Regions from separate parts of the Sus scrofa genome. Here regions 2 and 3 are each linked to region 1. A link is a contact called in public HiChIP or PLAC-seq and promoter capture Hi-C data. All regions are on one chromosome and are shown on one strand. Each heading gives the region's core, a stretch centred on a gene start, on an enhancer-like site or on the middle of the called end of the contact. The rest is flanking DNA. Distances are from core to core; before and after follow the strand shown. Region 1 holds the start of SORT1 (sortilin). Region 2 holds the start of PSRC1 (proline/serine-rich coiled-coil protein 1). Region 3 holds the start of CELSR2 (cadherin EGF LAG seven-pass G-type receptor 2).

Region 1 (2,745 bases), core at 191-2,690:
CAGCTAATCACATGCTACTGGAACTGACTGTCTTGTGATCTACTCCACAGTTGGCACAGATTAAAAAATAGTGCTGTATTAAAAAATTATCTGACACATTGTAGTTAATGGAAAGGAACAAATTGTTCCCCAGTTTTCATGGAGCTTTGTCAGTTCAGTAGCTGAGAACTTGGAAGACTATTCTAGCAATTTTTACCATCCTGCTCAGATGCCATTTAAAAATACCTTTAACTTGTCACCTCTCGCTATGGTTGTTCTGACAAAATGTAAATTTATAAATGTAAAAAATGTAAGTCGTTGCAAATTAACACAACCAGAAGGATTTTAATGTAAGCCTTGGGTTGGGTGCCCTGCACCATTCATTTTGCTCTACAATGAATATATTCTCATTTGGATTTACCTCCAGTTTATAATTAAAAGTAGTTGTTAGCTGCTTTATTTAGGTGTAACATTTTGTATACTTCATATCTTCCTACTTATTACCTTTTCTACTGAGCAACTTCTAGCATTCCAAAGAGTCAATAAGGAGGATATCTAAAACTGGTTTTACTTCCACTGTGTGTTCCAGAATAATGTGCCTCTCCTTCCTGCGATAAACGGAACAGTGTAGGGGTTTTGTTTTATTTACTGGAGACAGGATGCTAATTTAAGGGACATCATATACCGAACACCAAACTTGTGCAATGCACTCACTGCAGGGTTAAAACACTTTGGTAAAGACAGATACGCATCTATACAATGATCATCTCTCAATTAGGCACTGGGCAATTCTGTCCCCCTTTTACCTGTCCCTTATGTCTAAGCTACTTTCTAACTCCAGGAAAACCAATAGGCAGTTCCTCCTTTGGTTAACTCCCTGCAGAAGAGGAAGATGAGTGAGGAGAGAATTTTCTTCGGGCTCGCATGAGTCACGGATGTCCTAATGTCTATCTGCCTCCGCGAGATTTAGCCCACACAGCTCTCACTCACTGTAGACAAATGGGGCACTCCAACCCTGCAAGGGTTAAAAGCCAGACGCACCGGTTAATGACAGAGCCCCCATTTCCAGCTAAGCGAGCTCAGGGATTCCCTGAGGAGATTTTCCAGGCGCTGCAGCAACCCAAGGAATTTTAAGGGTGTCTCTGGGGAAGAAGGGACCAATTCAGCCCCAACTTGAGGGTGCCAGAGGGAGGAGCTAGGGGTCGGGGCCCCACGGAGTTGGGGGCTTCTCGAGAAGGAGGGAAGCTCCCCATGCTAACTCTGGAAGCCCGGCCTGGGAGACGCCGGGCGATGGGGGGATGACCTCAGCGGTCTCTGCCACGTTCCAGCCAATCAGCCCCGCATCTTGGCATCCGAATCCAGGACCCCCTAAGCAGGAGGCGCCGCGAGCCAATCAGCAGTGGACCGGGGAAGAAAGACAGGCGGCCAGCCTATGGGCGGAGAGGTCTGGCTTGGCGTATCCAGGGAGCGCCGGCTCCAGCAAGGGGGGGGAAGGTGGGCGGCGCCGGCGGGGGTGGGCGGGCGCGCCGGGCGGCAGGTGTCGACGGCGTCGGCATTCGGCGGCGATGGAGCGGCCCCGGGGAGCTGCGCAGGGCCTCTCGCGCTGGCCCCACGGCCTCGGCCTCCTTCTCCTCCTCCTCCTCCAGCTGCTGCCGCCGGCAAGCCTCGGCCAGGACCGGCTGGACGCGCCGCCGCCGCCCGCTGCGCCGCTGTCGCGCTGGTCCGGCCCCGTCGGGGTGAGCTGGGGGCTGCGCGCGGCCGCGCCTGGGGGCCCGGTTCCCCGCGGCGGCCGTTGGCGCCGCAGCGCGCTCGATGAGGACGAGGACTGCGGCGGGGTCCGGGACTTCGTCGCCAGGCTGGCCAACAACACACACCAGGTGAGCGGGCGCCGGGCCGGGGCACCGCCCGGACTGTGAGGTGCTGCCCCCGGGCCCCTGGCGGCCGCCCGCCCCGCCAGCGCAGCCCGGCCCTCTGTCTTGTCCGTGCGCCTCGCGTCCCCGCGGAGGAGACCCCGGCTGCTCGCCAGCCCCGCTGGCCCGCGCTCCCCCGGCCGCAGCCCCGAAACTGCGGCTGGCCGGCGGGCGGGCCGAGTTGGGCCCGGGGAGCTGCCCTCAGATGCCGCGGCCGAGCATGTTTCGTCACAGGGGAGGCAGGCTTTGACTTTCACGGGATTCTTTTTTTTTTTAATTTTTTTTTTACTTTTATTTTTCTGTTTAATTGTCAAAATCTCTCGAGCGTCGTTGTTTTCCGTCTGTATAAATAATTAGGATCCAGTAACGCTATACCCCACCAGGAAGCTGGAGGAGTAATTACCTCTTAAGTGCTTGGAGAAGTTGGGCTACGCAGAAGCAAAGGTGTGTCTTCGCCGGGTCAGTACTTTCTGGGTGGGTAGGCGGGTGTTCAGTAATCCCAGAGCAGTTATTAGATTACTGTGTGTTTTAACGGCTAAAGGAACAAGCTTGGCAGTGGGGTTGATAGTACGTATATGATCTCTCTTACGCCTTCGATTTGACCTTCTGTCATGGCATTGGACTGTATCCCATTGTAACAAGATTTCCAACACTTAACACGTTGCAGATATTCTGCTTTGAGTTAGGTCCTCGTCGAAAACTTTAAAAATTATGGCAGTTCTGTCTCTGGGGATAAGCAGCTCAACCTTTGCATAGTACTACTGGTTGACAAAGCCAGTTGTTGGCTATGTCCTGGCTCCTTGCACCTTGGGCGTCTTCCTCATTTTTTTTTTTTTTCTTCCTAGAACTAGCGATT
Region 2 (2,734 bases), core at 165-2,664, 92 kb after region 1:
GGTGTAGGTTGCAGACGAGGCTCGGATCCTGAGTTGCTGCGCCTCTGGCGTAGGCTGGCGGCTACAGCACCAATTCAACCCCAAGCCTGGGAACCTCCATATGCCGCGGGAGCGGCCCAAGAAATAGCAAAAAGACCAAAAAAAAAAAAAAAAAAAAATTAGAGATGAATTTCCTTAGGAGAGAGAAACTTTTGTTTGCTAAAACTGTCTCCTCCACTTACCTGAAGGTGGGTGAAGGATTTCCCTACTCCGGCTCGCTGCTCCTAGGGGAAAAAGGAATGCAGTTAATTAAGAGTTTCTTTCCCTCTGATCTCCACCTGCCACTACCTGCCAGGAGAGAAGGGGAGCTACTGGCACAGGTTTTCCCACCTCCAAACAATCTGAGCCCTACAAGCAATTAAAATTCCACCTTCAGCAGAAAACCTATGGAAAAAGAGGCAAGCCTCTTCTCTGAGCTCTTCCTCACATCAACTTGCAACTTCTCAGCCTCCCCACCCTTTCCCTTATCAAGCCACTAAATTCCAAGGCTGCTCTGCTTCCTGTGGCATTTCTCACAGTAACACCTCACTCCTGCAAACCTCACCACCTGAACTTGACAACTAAAAACTAAGAGGTAAACAGAAAGCCTATAATGGTCATAAACTCTGGAGACTAAAAGCTCAGGCTCTTTGTTTTCGAGAAAGCTCTTCAACCACTCTTCCAGGGCCTTTTAACTTAAAATGTTTAGAACCTTTCTAAGAAGCTCAGTTAACTGGTAGCCCAGTCTATTCACAGGCAACCCTTGGAAACAACAAAGAAAATCCCTAATAAGGAGGCCTAAGCTTTTTTACAAACACAGCTTTTAATTTAGAGGAAGCAAGTCACCAACACTACCCTCAAAAGCCTCCGAGGCACAAGGTATAAAACATGGTGTGTTCATAATTATCCTCCTAACCATGTCCTACTGTGACGGCCACGATCCTCCTAGATAAGCGAGGGGTCAAATATAAACGCTGCCAGGTCAAATATGCTCCATATACTTGTCAACAGAGGAGCCACGGTTGCATCTGAAGCCAAACTTCCCTGTCTGAAAAGCCTGTTTTCTTCATACCTCAAGATGCCACAGGTTCCTAAAGTTCTTGCCTAAAAAGTCGATGGAAGATGTACTTCTTAGAGAACCTCAGTATACCTAAGGTATAAAGTTTGGTTGCTTCCGTAAACTTGGAAAAAATCACAACTGAGGGCCCTGGCTACCACGGCGCTTCCGAAAAGAGCCCCCGGACGAACTTCCTCAGGCAGAGCGTTAGCTTTGGGGCCGACGGCCGTGAGGGGCGTCAGAACCCAGCCCCGCCCAGCACGAGGAGGGGGCGGAGAAGGGGGGGGGGCCGGCCGGGAGCGAGGCTCTCACTCATTGGTCCGTTCCCTCGCGCGCCGCCGCGAGGTCCCGCCCCTCGCAGGCCCCGCTCCCGGAGGGTAGCCCTGAGAGGTCTTCCCCGCTCGCGCGCGCGCGCGCTCGCGGCCTCCCTGCTCCAGGCCTCCCGGCTTTAGCTCTCCGGATGGAGCCTTTCTTGGAACGGCTCTTCGCCTGGTTCCCACCTGCAGACTTCCGGCCGGCGGCCCCCTCCGCCGCCCCGCCCCACGAGGGCGGGAGATGCTGGCCGCCACCAATCATGAGTGCGCATGGTAGGAGAGGGTGGGGCCTGAGAGATTCGAAAGGAGCCCCGCCCCCTCGGAGCTGATTCCCGGGACTAGGTTGTGGAAGGAAAGCACCTTCCGCAGGAGGTGAGGCGGAACGGAAAGTAGAAATAGGGTGGGCTGCCGGCGTGGAAGGGATGTGGTGCCGCGGGGAGTAGAAAGGTGGCTTGGAGAGAGGAAGAACCAGAGAATGGTCGCGGAGAGGGAGATGGGGGGGCGTAGACCGCCCTGCGAGGAGAGGTCGGGTCGCAGGGGGCGGGGGCCGCCGTGCGCAGGGACATTGGAGTGTGGAGGTACGTGTCTGGACCTGTCCCGGAGATAACAGGGGTGGTTTACTGGAGCAAGTGCTGCTCTCGGGATGCTTGCTTCACCTCCAAGCACGACCCCTTGCAGCCTAGCTGGGCCTAGCTGGGAGGCCTTGGGCAGAATGGAGACCTGAGGGGAGGTATTTTTCTCTCCAGCTCAAGTCTAAGCTGATTCTTGCTTCTCTGGAACATGGAAGGTTTAGAAGAAGGTAAGGAAACCCTGGAGGGAAGAATGAGGCCCTGTGATTGAGAGCCGTGTTTGGGACCCAAGGCTGTATTTCTTCTTTCCTCCCCTACAGATGTAAAGTTTATAGTGGATGAGACCTTGGACTTTGGGGGGCTGTCACCATCTGACAGGTAGTAGACTCTTTATCCTACTTACTTTGCTTCCACAATGCTTGTCTTTAACTTTTACTGGCCTCGGGTCTGGATTGGGAATTTAGCAAGATTGGGTGCACTGAGGATTCTGGGTAGCTGGTTGACTTGGGCCCCTTGTGACACGACTGGGGGAGGGGAGAAGGGATAAGCTGGAATGAGATTGCAGGGTGTTAAGTAGAAGGGTAAGTAGATTTGCCGCATCTTCATCCTGACATAATTTCCAATGTCAGAAAATGCTGAAGGCCTCATAGAACCAGGTGTCTCATCAGGTAGATCTCACAGCCAGCAGGGACATCAGGGTTGGGGTTGTGGCTCTGGCTCAGACGTGGGGGCTTTGCCCAGTCTCCTTCTCTCTAACGTGTGGGCATGGTGTTCGG
Region 3 (2,841 bases), core at 339-2,838, 120 kb after region 1:
CCACAGACAGGAAAACAGCAGCTGTGGCACTCCGTGGACCAGGGTCCCGACCCTGGTCACTTGCTTCCACTGTCAACTGGTAGGATTCCACCTCTTCCCGATCCACTGGGCCTCGGGTTCGGATCACCCCAGAGCGAGGGTCAATCTCAAAGACTTCAGAGGGCCCGCCCCCAGGGCCCTCCAGCAAGCGGTACAGAATATTGGCATTGGGAGGGGCATCACCATCTGTGGCTCTGACAGTGAGAACCTCATAGCCAACCTCCAGGTTCTCCCTGAGGCTCTCCTTATACTCCAGCTGCTCAAAAACTGGGTCATGATCATTGGTGTCAGTCACCAGGATGGTGAGCGTGGCCAGGGCACTGCGTCGGGGCATGCCGTGATCCTGTGCCGTGACCCTGAAGACATGGGTGCTCTTGGTCTCACGATCCAGCTCCTCGACTGTGGTTACTGCACCGGTGACTGGGTCCAGGGAGAAGAAATGGTTGGAGCGGCTATCGAAGAGGGCATCCATAGTGTACTCAAGCCGACCTGCCTCACCCTCATCCGGGTCGATGGCCCGCAGAGATGCCACAGGAGTACCTGCTGGCTGATTCTCGGGCACTGTGGCCTGGTAGCTGGGGGGCTGGAACTGGGGGGCTGTATTCACATTCCTTTTCCGACGCCCACCCATGGACTCTTCTGCCGAGCTGTCCCCTGCCCTGAACCCTGGAGTCTGCACTAGCTTACAAGACTGGCATCTCAGCCGCGGGGCCTTTAAACACAGGTGCTCATGAGGCAGGGTGAGCTTGCCCTGTGAGGAAAGGTGGCCTCCAATGCCCAGAAGACGACAGCTCCAGGGGCAGCCTTCCCGGGCTGGCGGCAGGGGGATGTGGGCCCCAGATTCTGGACACCAGACCCTCAGGCCATCGTGGTGGGGCACCAGATGGCCAGTCAGTTCGGTCCCCGCATCCCTGCAGCGGCTGGTGTAGAGCCAGAGGTTCGAGGATGAGTCTGGACAGAGCCAGCCCACGGGGGCGCAAGCCCCCGAGGAGCCGCGTCCCCCGGGCCCCAGGGAACGACAGGGCCCCACTTGGTCTCCCAGCAGTGGCCGCAGCAGCAGCAGCAGCAGCAGTAGCAGCAGCGGCGGCAGCGGCGTTGGAAGGGGGGCGCGGGCCGCCGGGCTCCGCATCTCTCCCACTTCCCGGCCGGCCGGGTCAACGGCGGCGGCGGCTCCTCCTCCCGCTCCTGCCGGCCCCGCCGCGCCTCATGCCCAGGCCGGGGCGCCAGTCCCCGGGGTCCACTCGTGCGCCCCGCAGGGCCTGCTCCTTAATGCCTCAACAGGGCCTGGCGCTGCGCGCTCCCACGCGCCCCGGCTCCCACCGTTCCCCGAGCCGGGCCCGCGACCCGGGTCACCCCGACCACCACCGGCTGGCGCGGCGCCTCTACTTGCACACCCGGCTCTCTCCACCTGCGCCCGCGGGCCCCGCGCCCTTGGCCCTGCCGGTCCCCCGGTCCTTGGAGTGCCCCTCGCCCCCGCGGGATAGCCCACCTGCGCCCGCGGAGCTTTGCACCCGGACCCTGGCCGGGACCCGGCCGCCCCTGACGGCCCCGCGCCGCCCGCTCGTGCCCCGCGTCCCCGCCGGCGCTGCCGCTGCTGTCGCCGCGGCCCCGGGCCCAGCCCCACGCTCCCTCGCCTTCCAGGCTGGCGGGCGGGCGAGCTCTGCAGAGCGGTGGCGGCGGCGGCGGCGGCTCATTACCATAGACCTGCTCGCGCCGCCGCCGCCTTAAAGTGGCGATGCCAGCCGCACCAAAGGAGGTGGGCCCCGCCCAGCTTCCTCCTCCGCAAGAGTCTCTAGAATTCCCGCAGTCCAGACGCCCCTGCCCCTAACGAACCGCACCCCAGGCCTGCCCCTGGGCCGATGCCAGATCCCTACAATAGTCTAGAGAGAAATTAATCAGAAGCCAGACAGCAATGATAATAATGGTGGCAGTAACCCCTAAGTATGCTTAGGGGTTTTCAAAATATTTTGAAGGGCTCTCAGACCGTGTGTCCACCTCACACCGCTCAGAAAGGCTGGATGTTGCTAGCTGCTGAGAAGAGCCCTTGTGGCTGTCCCCTCCACAGCTCTCGGGTCAGACTGAGCTAAAATGGCCCTGCTCAATAGTATAAAGTCTCCCCCACCGCCCAGAGAAACACTCTGTTTCCCTGGGAACACACAGAAAGGTCCTGAGCCCCTCTCCCCAACCTCCACCCCTACCCTGACCCGGACCCCTACCCCTACCCCTACCCCTCGCCTTGGCAAAGCTGTGATCTAATCAGGCTGCCCCCCTTGGGGTCCAGCTGCAGAATGCAGTGCAGAATGATGACCCCAGCCTCAATTCCGAGGCCACCTGGGCTTTTCTGGGGGAGGTAAGCCAGGAGTGTCAGAGCCAAAGCCAGCTGGTATAAACACACTTAGCTGCTTCTGAGGCCTAGAGAGGGTGAAACTTGTACAGGTCATGAGGCTGTGCTAGGGGTGGAGCCAAGTTTTAACACAGGTTCCCCAGTCCTAGACTGCTCCATCAGGGCCTCTTGTCTGAATAGATGCCCTCTTGCCAGCTCCGTCCTTCCCCGGACGGACGGGGAACTGTGGGAGCCAACCATGGGAGCAGCACAAGGCTGAGGCTGGTGGTGAGAGGGCTGGCCTAGGGAGGAGGCCAGGGCTTTTCTCCTCCAAGCCCACCACCCTCTAGCTTTGGGACACCTTGGTCAAATGCTTGTGCCTCAGTTTCTTTTAGTAAAATGAGGGGATTGAAAAGCTCCAGAATTTCTTTTCTTCTTTTTTCTTTTTTTTTGTCTTTTTGCCTTTTCTAGGGCCACTC

What was found. Promoter capture Hi-C pulls out the DNA fragments that hold promoters and counts their contacts. HiChIP or PLAC-seq counts read pairs in DNA pulled down with a chosen protein or histone mark.
Region 2: an H3K27ac HiChIP or PLAC-seq map of skeletal muscle shows a contact between it and region 1. The contact joins the promoter of PSRC1 here to the promoter of SORT1 in region 1. A contact is called at or near these places in 2 of 5 promoter capture datasets (fetal liver and liver), 23 of 47 Hi-C or Micro-C datasets (adipocytes, alveolar macrophages, blood and 15 more) and 2 of 2 datasets of contacts at active chromatin or transcription factors (alveolar macrophages and skeletal muscle).
Region 3: a contact with region 1 is called in a promoter capture Hi-C map of liver, with 4 times the contacts expected there. The contact joins the promoter of CELSR2 here to the promoter of SORT1 in region 1. A contact is called at or near these places in 3 of 5 promoter capture datasets (fetal liver, fetal skeletal muscle and liver), 2 of 47 Hi-C or Micro-C datasets (blood and embryonic fibroblasts) and 2 of 2 datasets of contacts at active chromatin or transcription factors (alveolar macrophages and skeletal muscle).

The regions. Positions count from the first base shown.
Region 1 is chr4:110,719,670-110,722,414 of Sscrofa11.1, forward strand. It overlaps SORT1 (sortilin), which reads left to right and starts at 1,441. Exons shown (of 20, transcript XM_013997288.2): 1 at 1,441-1,856. The coding sequence starts at 1,545.
Region 2 is chr4:110,811,895-110,814,628 of Sscrofa11.1, forward strand. PSRC1 (proline/serine-rich coiled-coil protein 1) reads left to right here and starts at 1,415. Exons shown (of 8, transcript XM_013997292.2): 1 at 1,415-1,761; 2 at 2,136-2,188; 3 at 2,279-2,336. The coding sequence starts at 2,170. LOC110260358 (a long non-coding RNA gene) reads right to left here and starts at 1,357. Exons shown (of 4, transcript XR_002343531.1): 1 at 1,091-1,357; 2 at 222-263.
Region 3 is chr4:110,843,766-110,846,606 of Sscrofa11.1, forward strand. CELSR2 (cadherin EGF LAG seven-pass G-type receptor 2) reads right to left here and starts at 1,589. Exons shown (of 35, transcript XM_021090085.1): 1 at 1-1,589. The coding sequence starts at 1,168.